Regions from separate parts of the Gossypium hirsutum genome. Here region 2 is linked to region 1. A link is a contact called in public Hi-C data. All regions are on one chromosome and are shown on one strand. The core of a region is the stretch at or near the end of the contact, and the rest is flanking DNA. Distances in the headings are between cores, read along the strand shown.

The links. Hi-C and Micro-C count contacts between places; a contact is called where the count stands out from the background.
Region 2: a Hi-C map of leaf shows a contact between it and region 1, with 2.9 times the contacts expected there. The contact joins the promoter of LOC107924794 here to the promoter of LOC107924815 in region 1. A contact is called at or near these places in 2 of 34 Hi-C or Micro-C datasets (both in leaf).

The regions. Positions count from the first base shown.
Region 1 is chrA02:101,447,037-101,451,320 of Gossypium_hirsutum_v2.1, forward strand. LOC107924815 (late embryogenesis abundant protein At5g17165) reads right to left here and starts at 2,077. Exons shown (of 2, transcript XM_016855419.2): 1 at 1,670-2,077. The coding sequence starts at 1,782.
Region 2 is chrA02:101,665,645-101,669,928 of Gossypium_hirsutum_v2.1, forward strand. LOC107924794 reads right to left here and starts at 2,471. Exons shown (of 6, transcript XM_016855390.2): 1 at 2,003-2,471; 2 at 1,685-1,903; 3 at 1,419-1,585; 4 at 469-550; 5 at 264-332. The coding sequence starts at 2,275.

The DNA of each region.
Region 1 (4,284 bases), core at 827-3,326:
ATTCGTTTTATCAAGTGTTGGATTAACGAATGTTTATAATCCTATAACAGTAAATACTAATTAAATCCTCATCTTCAGAAGCCTAATTGCCTATAAACAGCAATTAATATTACTCTTTTAATTTAATTAAAAGGTTCAAATTGGGTCCTTAATTAAAATTTACAAGTTGAGTAAATAACAGTAGAAAAGAGAGCGAGGGTAGGTGTGCAAATCTTTGGCAGAGAGTGAGGGGCAGGTAAAGCATCAAAAGCATGGATTAGGATATTCCGCAAAACAATGGATTGTTAAAACACGTGATCAGCAATTAAAAAAAATCAATCCAATTTATGAGTGCTGCTTTGTAATAAGAAATAAAGGTTTTAGTGAATTGAAAAACAAAAGATAAATTAATTTTATGTTAAAAATTACACTTCTAAATTAATATTTTTACTAATTTTTATATTAAATTATATATATTTAATAATTAAACTTCTTTTTCACTGAAAATATGAATTTGATGAAAAAAAAATTCCCTGTCTACTCAAACTTTCAGAAACTTGACAATCTAATCCAAGCGTTGAAAATCTTGAATATTATAAATAAATATAAAATGATCATTGCCATTTCTAGCCATTGATATATGTCCAATCCAACGTGATTTGCATTCCTACCACTCAATGAGTCAATATTAATGAAATTAGACCATTCATTTTTAGACATTTATTATAATTAATTTAAAATAACACAGAACTATGATGTGAAGGTAACTATAATACTACACAGGAGTGTTCTACCGACATTATTATCTTTATAAAGCAGTAAGAAATGGATTTCTTAAAATATTTAATTGTTGAAAGGCAGAAAAATAAAAAGATAAAGAAAGAAATGAAGGGGTTGCGTAAAAAACGATGAGTGCCCCCAATAAAAGACGGGTGTCCAATAGGAGACAAAGAGTGGAAATGCGTCCTTATCCAGTTAGCCTTTACCTTCCCCACCCACCCCTCCACCGAGTACGGCATTTTCACTCTGTACGAGATTTCTCGATTAACCCGACAAACACTTACTCTCTTTAATTTTAACGCTTACTAACCATGTTTTTTCTACAATCACCGATTCGTCGGTTTAATAATTCATTAATTTAATTTAGTAAATTATTAAAAATAATAAATATTTTCAACTGGTTCAATATTTTTTTAGACCGATACTTGATTAATTTTCGGTTCGATTATCGGTATTAAATCCAATTCAAACAACTTTCATGAATATTAAAAACATACTTACACTTTTAATTTAGTAACTAAGTTAAAATTTACAGAGGAAAAAAAAATCAAAACAAAAATAGCAAGTGATGATGATATTGTGATAAAAAAAGAAAACGAAATATTCCTAAAAATTTCCTGCGATAGTAATTGATTTACAAGAATTTAGTGATACTACTTATATAATGGAAAGTAATTGATACATCGAATTCAGTTATTCACATGAGACTCAGTTTTAATGAAAACTTCATAATTTGTTGATGTAAAACGATCATATCTTAGGGAGAAATTTTTCAAATTAATATAAATTAAAACTAAACAAGCTTATCAGGAAATCATGCCAAGGCAAATTTATCAAGGAAGAAATTGAAGTAGCAGCAAGCAAAATCACATCAAATGGCACTGTGATCAAGGAAAAATTAAGAAAGAACCTGGTAGGTGAAGAAGTGGAGATGAAAAGAGAAGGGGTGCGAGTGGAGGTGCGGTTAAGAAGTCGCTTCCCCAAGCTGGCGATCCCTCCACCACTCTTCAAATTGGCTGCCATACAAGTAAGGAAAGAAAACGGAGAGAAAGAAAATCTAAAAGAGGAAGAAACAATAAGGCAACGGTTGAAGATGGGAATATATTTCCTTTCTACAACGGAGTGTGTGTATATATATAAATCAAGAGAGCTAAGGATGGATGATGGAGATGGCAAACTCACACTACATTCTCCTCACCGGCCTAACACCGCACCTAACCGCTAACCCCACCTACACCAACAAACCGTCTTCTTTCACTCAGCCGTTATGACGGAAATTTTGTATTAATTTTTTTATTAAAATGGTATATTTTGTTATGGATTAGGAGACTTGCAACATCAATATAATCAAATTTATAATCAGCGAAAAAAAGAGTCAAAATATATTTATAAAAATATAAAATAAAAATTAGATGAGATTTTGATTAAAATAATAAACTTAATATTTTAGAAATCGTGATGTTCTAAACTCAAATTTCATTGATCATTATGTGTTAATACTTATTATTTTATAAAAGATGATTTTTTTTAATTATGTTTTAGTTGAATTGGTGTTTGATCAATTCGTGTATAAATTCAATCAATTTTTTTAAGTATAGGTATAGATAAATTATACAATTATCTCAGTCAACTAAATTACTTACAATATTATGTTTAGTTTATTAAAATATTACGTCAGGTTTTATAACATTTAAGCCATACAAGTTGCAAAGCATACAATAATGATAGTTTACACCGTAAGAGTGTGAAGAGCCATGAGAATAAAGGCGGTTTACATCGTGGTTGGTATGAAGGATTGTTGAAAACAATGGTTTTATAGAGTAGAGATTGTGTTTGAGCAATTGTTGATACTATCTTCCTTTTTATGTCACCGGTTGTAGATCAAAGTTCGTGAAGAATGCGCATAGAGTGTCCTATAGAGTTTAATTGATTAAATGTGGCTCATTTTGTAAATTTGAATTGACCCAAATTCAAGGAACATATGAAGAAACCTGTCTATTTAAAGCCTTACAGGCACAATGAACCACTCTAATAAAACTAGAGTTACCATGGTTAATGTAAATCTTAAGGGATAAAATTGCATAGAGTTTAAATCTCTTAGGACTCTCATATTGTAGATAGGTACTAATCTCAACCGTTGATGTAATTCAATCTATACCATTGGATCTAGGTGAGATTAACTATAAATAGAGCTATTCCCACTTATTTGTAATCACTTCCTTTATTGTATTCTATTCAAAGTTATTGAATATATTTGAAAACATTTATTCAAACACTTTTCGAACTTCTGTTCGATTCAAGTCTCTTTGTCTTTTTGAGTTGATTCCACTCCATTTTGGTACCTTAGAGAATTTCTCTTGTGAATTTTCATTTTTCAAGAGTTAAACTAACTTAGGTGAACTTGGAAGCAAAGAAATCACTTAAGGTTGTGCGGCTTGCCAGACTAAAATTCTAGTCTCATACACTTACCTGCTCTTCTTGGAAGAAGAGGTAATTATAGATGGAGGAGGGCTTGAAGTGAGCCTCTTATCTCATGATTATCTCCCTGGATTAAGATGTAGTTTGGATGTGAGTATTTTGGGAATTGGTGATAATGAAAAGTAGTAGCAATTAATAAGTTTGAATCTTGGTATTATGGTTGTCTTTGATAACTTTGTGGTGATATTCTTATAAATAAATCTATAATTGCATGAAATATCTCCATATAAAAAGTGTTTTTAATTATTTTTTACTCGTAATGTAAAACTTAGTTATATCTTATATAAATAAATAATATAGATACACAATCAAAATTAATAAAAAAAAATTATCTACAAAAAGATGGCCTTTAACCTCAATAATAATTTTTTTTTTTTTTGGGTTTGAAATCATTAGTTTCTTTTTAGAGTTAATTAAAACTCAATAGTTGAATTGGTTAAGAAGTGTTTTTTCTTTGTATGCGGATTTAGGAGGAATATTCTGGTAGACAGTTATTTGGGTGATATGGTTACTTGACGGTGTTAGTCGTCGTTTAATGAAACGGTGTTAATTGAAATGACTCTTTTGTCCTTCCTTGACGAGAATTTTGTACTTTAGCAGGTACGACCTCTTTAGCTGGACGCCCAGGTGGAATTGTGGCATTGATGGAATTAACTATTCGTGAAAATGCCATAAAGCCATGGAACGATTTTCGTGGAGATACGTACAAAGGACTCCTCATTTTGGTAAAAGGTATTGTATAACTCCATGTATTAGAAAAACGAATAAAATCATTATTTTATAATAGTTAAATTAATTTTAAGGTAGTTTCTGAAAAGAGAAAAAGAATTAGGGTAAATTACATAAATAATCATTCAATTATTAGTGTATTTTTATGTTGGTTACCTAAATTCAAAATATTTGACTTTTTCTACAAAAGTTGAAGGATAATTTTTTTTAAAAAGACCAAATTGACAAAAAAAACGTAAATATTAAAGACTAAATTGGATTTATGCCTTTTAATTATTATTTAACATAAAATTCTTTTAATATATTTTATAAATGACT
Region 2 (4,284 bases), core at 1,221-3,720, 220 kb after region 1:
TATTCAGTTAAACTTTCATGACCATGAGAGGACCATTAATCTCCTCCAACAGTTGCAAGCAGAATACAGATTAGCCAATATATACAATGAACATAAATACATGCGAGCACTATATATTTGGTGAAAAGCATCCGAAAGCCATAGGTAACACCTATGGCTTTTATATTTTCTATACCCCTCTTCTTTTTTATATTGATTACTGCTGTCAATTTTAGATGATTAAATCGAATAAGAAGTTTAAATTCTTTTTCTGAGAAACTTGCCTGCTCATCAAAAGGTTTCTGTGCAGTGTATATGTATCCGCAGTCAAGGCAAATATGAGTAGCTCTTGCCTGCAAAATTCTGCATTCCATTAGTACTTTCAACATGTGCTATATAGTCTCATTTAATACACACACAAATGTAACTTAGTATGCTAATCTTTATCTAAAGTGAAGTATAATCTTAGTTGGCCAAAGCTATGTTTGCCTTTTGAGCCTCAGTAAGTTTCCTTCCGAAGCGAGGTGGTGCCGGTCGTTTTGGTAGTCGTTTAACATCAACTTCTGCACCTCTGCAATACATCAAAAGGACTGTCAGATGGCATTTTTTGATGTATTCTCAAGGCTAATACATCATTTTATTGTGTCCAGTAACCGGGTACAACCACATGGCATCTTTTTGGTATGAAAGAACCCTTTCGAGGATAGGAGTTGAAAATGCTGGAATTCAAACTCCAGTTCTGCTAAATACCACTTCTTTAAGGTGGCTACATGAATAGGCTGAGCAAAGCTATGAGCTCAACCAGAAGTCATTTTTATTGGCAATCTTTACTGGACTTCTTCATTTAAGAGAATAATAAAAATAGACTTAGTAGCAGTATAGCAGCTATGCCAACATATCACTGTCTCCTTTCTCAAAGTGAATCGGTATCCATATTCTTCAAGGAAAAAAGAAAAATAACATCCTAGAGGAGGTTTAGCTGCAATATTTCCATTGGGAAAAGGAAAGAAAAAGAACAGAAGAAAAGGACCCTTGTTTGTCTAAACCCTCTGGTAAGCTCCCTCATTTTAGTGAATGGCCAAAATTCGAAAGTGCAAAAGGAGATCATATACTACTATATCTTGATTTGCTTCACTACACACTATAGCACGTTTTCTTGGCATGAAGCCTAATCCATTCATGGATTATTCCCCATGGGACAATCATATTCAATAAATGAGTTTGTATTTAAATCTATAAAGTGAGAAATAACCTTTTATTGACTAAAATTTGTGACTTTGTAACCCACAACAAAGAAGAAATTTTACCGTCTTCTTTGTTATTCCATGAATTTATATCAAATTATCAACAAAAGCTTCCTCCTTTCTACCTATTCACTGAAATTATACAACTAAATTTAGATAAATGATAAGAAGTGAAATTTAGATAAGAAAGCAAACCTGCTAACAACAAAATATACAGAATCGGGCTTTGCCTGTATGGCAGTTTTAGTGAACCCAAGCTTATCTGCAGGCCAAAGTTCATCCCCAAAGAAACTGCTAGTGTAAAGTACCTGATCCCCTGCCTTAAGCCCTGCTTTTGCTGCATTCCCACCCCCATCAACAGCCTGTAGTTGTATCCATCCATTTAAAAAACCACATTGAATTGGAAAGAGAAAAGGCCAAAATACTGTCACATCAATGATGGAAGAAACATCAAAACTTACAGTGATAACTACACCACCTCCTTGCTTCTGACCTAATGTCAAACCTAAAGGCTTGTCAACCTCAACCTCTATAGTTTTTGAAGCACCGGCAGTTCTTGCAGTGATCTCAAGTCCTCTTCCTACATGACTGGAACAGACACTGCTCTTTTTCTCAGCTATGAAGAAATCTGAGATACCCCCTTTGGCCTCTTGAAGAGACAAGCCTTGGAGTGCGGTTTTCTGTACATGCATGGGACAAAATGAGAGGTTTCAGTTAATTGGGTACTGAAGTGAAAGCAGTTTGAGAGAGGATTCAGATGACATGACAAACAGTCATACCTGTGAAGTATTGAATGCCTTGGGAGAAGGGGTGGAGGTAGTTTTGTTGGAGTAGTTCTTCCTGCTGGTGAAGGCGGCAGAACAAGAAGAAGAGGCACCTGCAATCACAGCTGATGACATGGTTGAACAATTGGCAGTGGAAGAGAAAACAGGAAAAGAAAAGGATTTGAGAGGTTTAGTTATGGGCTTTGTTGAGTGAGGTGGCGTGGCTGCTTTGGTGTTGTTCAAGTTGTGTGGATACAAAAGGAGGGTATGACTAGATAAAGCAGGCATATGCTGACAGCCACACGCCCTTCCTAGGCCACTCCTCTCAATTCCACAAATCAGTATTTATTTATTATTATTATTATTTATTAAGTATTGGCGAGTTACATTTTCTTTTTAAAATATAGTTATGTATAATTAATACTTTTCGAACTATAAGAAATATTGATTTTTGAAAAAAAAAATCGGTTTGCTGTTATGTTCCAATTGATTGTCTCAAACATTATTTACAAAATAATTGTAGCTGTAAATAGTAGGAAATTACAAAATAATCTTTCACATAAGAACTCCAAAAGAGATGACTCAAAATAACATTCAACTAGCTTATTTATTTAAAGAAAAATGATTGTATAAAACTGTAATTTCACGTTATTCTTATCCTTTTATAATATGAGAATGACAAATTAGATTTTTATTCCTAATTTTTAGCATTTATTAGAAAATTAAAAGAAAAAATCTGATTTGTCATCCTCTTATCAGAAAATGATAAGAATGACGTAGAATAAAAAATTATTCTCGCCTATTTATTATCTAGAGTCAATAAGATATGGTTTATATTAAATCCTTTATCTATAATTTAAATTTCAAATGCTAAAATTCAGTTCCAAGCAAATTTAAAAACAATTTTAGCACTATGTAAAACTAATTCAAACAAGTTAAGGCTAAAGTTTGCTGTCAATAAACCACTCCTCTTCCTTCTCCCGTCAAATATAATAAAAACAGTTTCAGCTCAAATAAAAAATTATTTGTTGATAGGAAACCAACAAAAATTAAACAAGTCACAAATGCGAACAAAACACACCGCATTTTAATTGTCTAAATTTGTCCCTAGAGATGTTTAAACAATTCATGCAACAACTAAACTAAAGGCAGTTAATCTTGAAAAAAATATGGTTCAAAAATGGTTTTCTTGTATAGCAGAAAATAAAAATTTTAAAAACTAAATTGATTTGTAATATTTATAGCAATGAACCCTTTATCGAAATTACACCTGTGTTTTCAATTAGACTGATCCTTGTCTTTTTTAACTTTCAACCGAACGGCCTTCTCCACTATTCTTATACTACGAACTACTTTGAGTGTAGGCTTGAATGATTCAAATCAAATACAGTACCAAAAATAGTTTTCTTTACTTTCAGTGTGAAAGTAAAATCTCTTCTTAATAGAAACCAACAAAATTGTTATTCCGGAAAATAGATTTAATATTTAGAGAATAAACTCTCACTATTTTCATGCAAAATAACAACATCTTAAAATTGTGTAATTAGCCCTACTGGTGTCATCTACTTATAGAGAGAAGAAGTAAAACTCTTGTTGAATTGTAGAAATCTATTTCAAATAGAAAAATAAACTCCAAGTCTAACTAGAAGTATTGGGGGTGACAACCGTAATTAATAATACTAGGGTTTGCTGTTCAACCCTTTAACATGAGGGGCTTTGGGCCCTTCTCATAACGGGTCCAATTACAAATACTTCTTGAATTTTTAACCCAGTATTTCATAATTCGGTCCAACCTAATATATATTTTTCTATTTCCCAAAATAAACATCTCAAATTAATTTAAATTAATTTCCCAATTAAATAATTTTCTCAACCCAATCCTAATTCTGTTAAATCATGAAGACCTTGTCGTAAAAGAATCTATAAGAAAATATATTTAACATTTTGGGTCCACTATGACCAAATGATTTATTTCCATTTTTGAAAAACCATAATTCATTTCCAAGTCATTTTCATTTTGGAGAAAACCACATTCATTTCCAAATATTTCTCATGTTTCCATTTTCACCATTTCTTTTCATTTCTGTTAATTTGATTCAACATGCAATTCATTTATGGTCTCAACGAGGTAGCAGAAAGACCGATTGAACATATGTAATTAGGGCTCAAATATTTTATAATTAAGTTCTCGCTTTTCATCTATTAATTATAAACTCATTTAGTCACGAAGTTATTCCACTAGAGTATCGTGATTGAGCTTTCCTCAACGACATACCATTACAAAAGCAACTCAATCA